2 separate regions of the Ovis aries genome follow, and region 2 is linked to region 1. Evidence: chromatin contacts called from public Hi-C data. All regions are on one chromosome and are shown on one strand. Each heading gives the region's core, a stretch centred on a gene start, on an enhancer-like site or on the middle of the called end of the contact. The rest is flanking DNA. Distances are from core to core; before and after follow the strand shown.

Region 1 (2,775 bases), core at 174-2,673:
GGGAACTAGATCCCACCTGCCACAACTAAAAGATCCTGCATGCTGTCACAACCAAATAAATAAATATTTTTAAAAACCCATATAACACAAAATGTATCATCTCAACCATTTTTAAGCATATAGTTCAGTAAGTGGCACCCTTTAATGGTTCCCGTTGGCTTGTTTCTTAAATCTTGAATGAGTACTGAACTTTATCAGATTTTTTCCTGCATCTATTAACATGATTATATGTTTCCTTTTTTGCCTTTTTTAGAATGGTGAATTACATTCAGTTTTCAAATATTAAGCCAGACTTGTATTTCTGGAAATAACCTCATTTAGTCATGATATATCAATAGTCTCCTTTTCATATGTTGCCAATTTTATTTGGGAAAGCATCACAGAGTATCTTTATGGACACAACACACTGAAGGCTGCTGAATTTCTGGGTGGAAGGAGAGATGCTTTAAAAATGTTTAATCAGTTCATTTACCATAACATGCAGTGTAAGCATATTACTTAAAAATATGTAAGCAAGGGTCAGAAATAACAGCTCAGAATTAAAAGTGAATGGAAGCAGGAGTAGAAAATGAGGTTATTCTTCCACTTTTTGTACCACCTGTTAAAATTATGTGCACATTATTTTAGAAGTAAAACAATTTAAATTAAAGAAAAAGATCCTCTCCAACCAGAAACCAAACAACTCTGATTCAGCTGAGATTTTTTTTATTGGTGCATGCCATGCAAACTGGAAAGGTAAATAGAAAACTAATTTGTCCCAGCATAACTGATTAAGTAGTCCTTAATTTTCTTCCCATGATTTAATACTCTTGTATCACGGTGTTTCTGTATTATTTGTCCTTGTTCGAATACTACACTGATTAGAAATACAGTAGCATGAGTCTGGGCTTCCACAGTAAAAGAATCCGTCTGCAGTGTGGGAGACTGGGTTCGACCCCTGGGTTGGGAAGATCCCCTGGAGGAGGGCATGGCAACCCACTCCAGTATTCCTCCCTGGAGAAACCCACGGACAGGGCTACAGTCCAGGGGTCGCAGAGTCGGACACGACTGAGCGATTAAACATAGCATGAGTTAACTGTAGTGAAGCTCATTAAAAAAAAAAAAAAAGGATGTGCAAAGGCACAGAGGTTTATAAAAAAGTAGGTGGCTGGTAAGCACGAGGAGGAATCTGAGAGTAGATAAATGCACGTTGAAACATCCACAGTAAACGGCACTCGCTTAAACGAAAAACTCCGACCGCGCAGTCCCCTGGGAGGAAACAAATATCACAATTTGAAAGCCGTAAATGAAGCAGACACATAAAGACGCAAACCGCCGAGGCCAGGTTTGCAGGCCCTCACCTGCTCAGGCTGATTGGCAGCGGCCGCGGGGGCGGGGGCGGGGAGGGGGGCCGAACGTCACTTCCCGTCGCGGCCGGCCTGGTCCTCTCGCGCGATGACGGCCAGCGTGGAGCCGCGGGGGCGGCGCCCGGGGGTCGGAGTGGGCGTCGTGGTGACCAGCGGCAGGCATCCGCGCTGCGTCCTCTTGGGAAGGAGGAAAGGGTCGTTCGGAGCCGGTAGTTTCCAGCTTCCCGGGGGCCACTTGGAGTTCGGGTAAGCAGCCGCCTGACTGACTGGGAAAACGGAACGGGCGCGCAAAGGACGACGTCGCCTCCTGCGTGCATCTGTGCGTGCGTGCGCGCTGACGCTGCGTCCTTTCTCGCGCGCTTGTCTTTCTCGCCTGAGGCCGGCAGGGGGTGCTGCTCTGCGCGAGGCGGACGCAGGAGTCGCCACGTCCGCGTGCGAGCTGCCCTCCAGGGGTCAGCTCTTCTCGAGCCCTGACGCGGCTGGTTGGTGTGAGCTGTCTTTTTCCTGCTGCTTGCGCTAGAAAGGCCGGAAGTGCGTATTTACAGGCCTCGAATAGTGTAGTTGTCCCTTCAGACGTTTGCACGGTTTGCTGGAGATTTAAACGCAGGCGGTATGTTATTTTCCTGCTTCCGTAAGTCTCGTAGCGCTCTAACCAGGCGAATGGTTGACGGAAACCCTGGGCCTCTCTGCCTCCCTCGTTAAAACGGGGAAATCGCCCGAAGTACTCCCTATGGTCTCCTTCTCTGCTTTGACTTTCTGTGAATTGAGGTGTCAGACCGACAGAGAAAGTTTGGTTCTACACAGGGGTGAAGAAAGGCTGAGAGTGACCTAGAAGGTGGGTTCACCCGGGCTCTTGGACTCTTTAATCGATAGAAATTGGTAAGATGCCAGAGGAGGAATTTAGGCAGAGCTTTGTCCGGGCTCATGCTGTAGCCGGAGGGAGGGAGCGAGAACAAGAAACAGGTGCCCTTGCTCGCTCTCCTGGAGCGGGAGGTGGTGGTGAGCTGGTTTCTTAAATGGAGTGGGGCGTGGGCACGGATCTGCAGGTTGCGCGGAAGGTGCAGCTTAGGTGGTCTGCCTGCTCCCTTGGTTCTGTGCACGGAAATCATGCCTGGTAACCCTGCTTCGCTCTGAAGTGAAGTGAAGTCGCTCAGTCGTGTCCGACTCTTTTCGATCCCATGGACTGTAGCCTACCAGGCTTCTCCATCCATGGGATTTTCCAGGCAATAGTACTGAGCAGCTCACAAATGGCTGTAGGTCTGTGGCCTTTTTTGTAGTTTGCCTTTAATTTCCCCAACTGTGCATGCGTTATTTTTAGTCACTAACTTTGTCCAGGTGCGAGCACCCCGGGAAAGGGTTCCATCCTATCTCAAAGTGAGAATAAGGATGACGTCTGCTGCAGATAAACAGCATCAGAAACGTTCAAGGG
Region 2 (2,775 bases), core at 138-2,637, 150 kb after region 1:
CACTCCAGTATTCTTGCCTGAAGAACCTCATGGACAGAGGAGCCTGGTGGGCTACAGTCCATAGCCATGCAAAGAGATACATCTGAAGGGACTTAGCACTCAGGCATGGTGGGATTCTGTGGAGAGTCTAAGAGACTTAAACCCCCTCCTTGAACAGAACCAAATTCCCCAGAACCTCACACTCAACCCACTTTCTTCATGGTTGACTCAGAGCAGAGCTGACACAGCTGAAACATTCTAGAGTACGCCCACATCTCTGGCTTAATGTGGACAGAATGGAGTGGAACAAGGATTCAAGATCAATCATTCATCCAAAGGGTCATCTGTTGACCGTCATTAACTCAGTATCACTGCAGGCCCGTATCCTCTCTCGAATTAGTGGTAAATGAGATCTCTTCAAAACAAAATTTTGCTTTATCCATAATTTTTTTTTAATTTCGTAGAAAGCCGCTAAAGACTCATCAGCGAATATGAATCACAAATCAGCCCCGTGTTCATGTGGGTTCTGTCCAAGTCTACACAAGAGGGGAACATTTTGTTTTAGAAATGTGAGATGTATGAAATACAAATCTGCCAAGAACCTTCCTCTGAATTGCTTTGGGACTAGGCAGGGCAGCCTGGGACCTTGCGAGGGCGGCGCGGGGGGAGAAAACAAGGCAAGTGTGAGTCAGGTAACGCCCTTGGGTGGGGTCCGGGAAAGATAAAGAAGTGAGATCACAAGGATAGAGAGCACTGAATATTTGTGTTCCACTGAGTCGGATCCATAGTAAAGTTAGACAGTGGAGGTATGGAGGCCCCCAGAGTCCACAGCCTTTAGGTTTTCGGTGGGGGCAGCAGGCAGGGAAGGGTCGACCTGGTTCTGCCAGAGGTTAACGCACGGTCCAGGCGGACCCAGGAAAGTTCACCTAATTTTGCTAAAAAGCTGCAATCCTGTGCGCGGCGGTAAACAGGGTTGGAAGCGAAATCGGAACTGCAAAATCCAGGCCCTCGCACAAGAGCACCCCTCTTTCCTTCCCTGCCCGATCCCCTCCTCCCATCCGGGATGAGGGCAGGGCTCGCCGCCCCCCCCCGCAATCGGTTGCTCACTCTGGGTTCAGACTGCGGGACCCCGCCCATCTGGCCTCCGGCCCCGCCCCCGACCCCGCCCACCCGGATCGGCCCGCCCCCGGCGGGGAGCCAGCCGTCTCCGCCCTCGCCCCCGAGCTGCGAGGCTGCAGGACTGGTGCCGCAGTCGCCGCCTCGGCCACCGCGCAGCTGCCGGTCCACCTCCGCCACCGCTTAGCCGCGCTCGGAGCCCGGCCGAGGAGGCTGCCACCGCCGCCAGGAGCCCGCAGCCCGCGCCTCAAGCCCGCCGCCGCCGCCCTCCGAGGGCGCCCCAGGCCGCGCCATGGTGAAGGTGACGTTCAACTCGGCTCTGGCCCAGAAGGAGGCCAAGAAGGACGAGTCCAAGAGCGGCGAGGAGGCGCTCATCATCCCTCCGGACGCCGTTGCCGTGGACTGCAAGGTCCGAGGGCCGGGGCTCGGGGAAGTGGGCCCGCTGGGGCCCCGGGAGAGCTGCGCGGGGCTAGGGCGGCTGTGCGCCCCGGGACAGCGCGGGGCGCGCGCGGGACGGGGGTCCGTGAGAGGGCCGAGTACTCCCTTTTCTCGGGCTGCTCCCCGTTCTTGTCCGGCGCAGCTTCTTTGTAAGAAAGTGCGTGTACAGAAAGCGGTGCCCGGCGCGGAATCGGGGGCTTGGGGGCCTCCGGGGGAGGAGGATTGGAGAACCGGGCCGAGTGCACGGTGCTTGGTGCAGTCGAGGAATGTGCGTGGAGCCGTGCCGGGGTTCGTTCCACCTGGAGATCGGCGGCGACATGCAAAACGACAAAACAACAACAAGAGTTTGGCACGTCCTCCCAGTATAAATAATGTCCCTAAGATGGCTGACATCATTACAAGCCTAAACCGCAGTTGCTTCCTTACTTTCGTTTCCAGGCTGAACTGCACTGGAACTAAGTCCGGCTCCTGTAAGCCTCTTAATTTTAAAAGCGTTTTTTTTTTCTTTAACCTTCTCTTTTTCCACGGCCCTTTGGTAGCGGCAGGTGAACTTCGCCGTGGGGTCTGGAGAAGGAGGGAGCGGGCGAGGGGAGAAGGCAAGGTGATGGTCTGCTCAGAATAGATTCTGGCTGTTCATTTTATAACTGAAATATTCCCGGTAAAGGTTACTGATTACTATCTGGATGTTAGTGTAAAACCGACAGTTCACTTTTAAATTATATCAGCAACTTTACGAGAACCCCTTAAGCTAAGTGAAACTAAACAAACTTGTCCTAAGTCTCTTTCAAAATTGTCCTTCATCCCTTTTAAAATTGTCCTCGGTCCCTTCAACAACTTTTCTTTATTTTACAAAATCCCCCTTTTAGCCCTAAGCAGAAATCCAGAGAGGAACTATTATCGTGCTACAGTAATAGTCGTTTAGGATGTGATTGTCTCAGAAGTTGAATAAACAGGAAAGGTTCACAACCTTTCTACCAGATCTTCTTCAGGCTGCAAAAATTTAATTCTATAGAAATTAGTTGTAGAATTATTTATGTTCCTAACTTTTAATTTTTTTGTTAGCATTTTTCAAGACCTGCCGTAAGTAGGGTAAACTTAGTTTTAACTTAAAAAAAAAACCCCAGTAACTTGTGCAGGTATTAAGGACTGTTATTTAATATATTACTACTACTGGGAAACACAGTGTGAAAAATGGTTGAAAATACAGTGTTAATCTGCACGTGCCTGTACTGGATTTTTGGA

The links. Hi-C and Micro-C count contacts between places; a contact is called where the count stands out from the background.
Region 2: a contact with region 1 is called in a Hi-C map of liver, with 4 times the contacts expected there. The contact joins the promoter of ITM2B here to the promoter of NUDT15 in region 1. A contact is called at or near these places in 2 of 16 Hi-C or Micro-C datasets (liver and muscle).

The regions. Positions count from the first base shown.
Region 1 is chr10:18,225,079-18,227,853 of ARS-UI_Ramb_v3.0, forward strand. It overlaps NUDT15 (nudix hydrolase 15), which reads left to right and starts at 1,424. Exons shown (of 3, transcript XM_012184994.4): 1 at 1,424-1,592. The coding sequence starts at 1,435.
Region 2 is chr10:18,372,596-18,375,370 of ARS-UI_Ramb_v3.0, forward strand. It overlaps ITM2B (integral membrane protein 2B), which reads left to right and starts at 1,388. Exons shown (of 6, transcript NM_001134304.1): 1 at 1,388-1,504. The coding sequence starts at 1,388.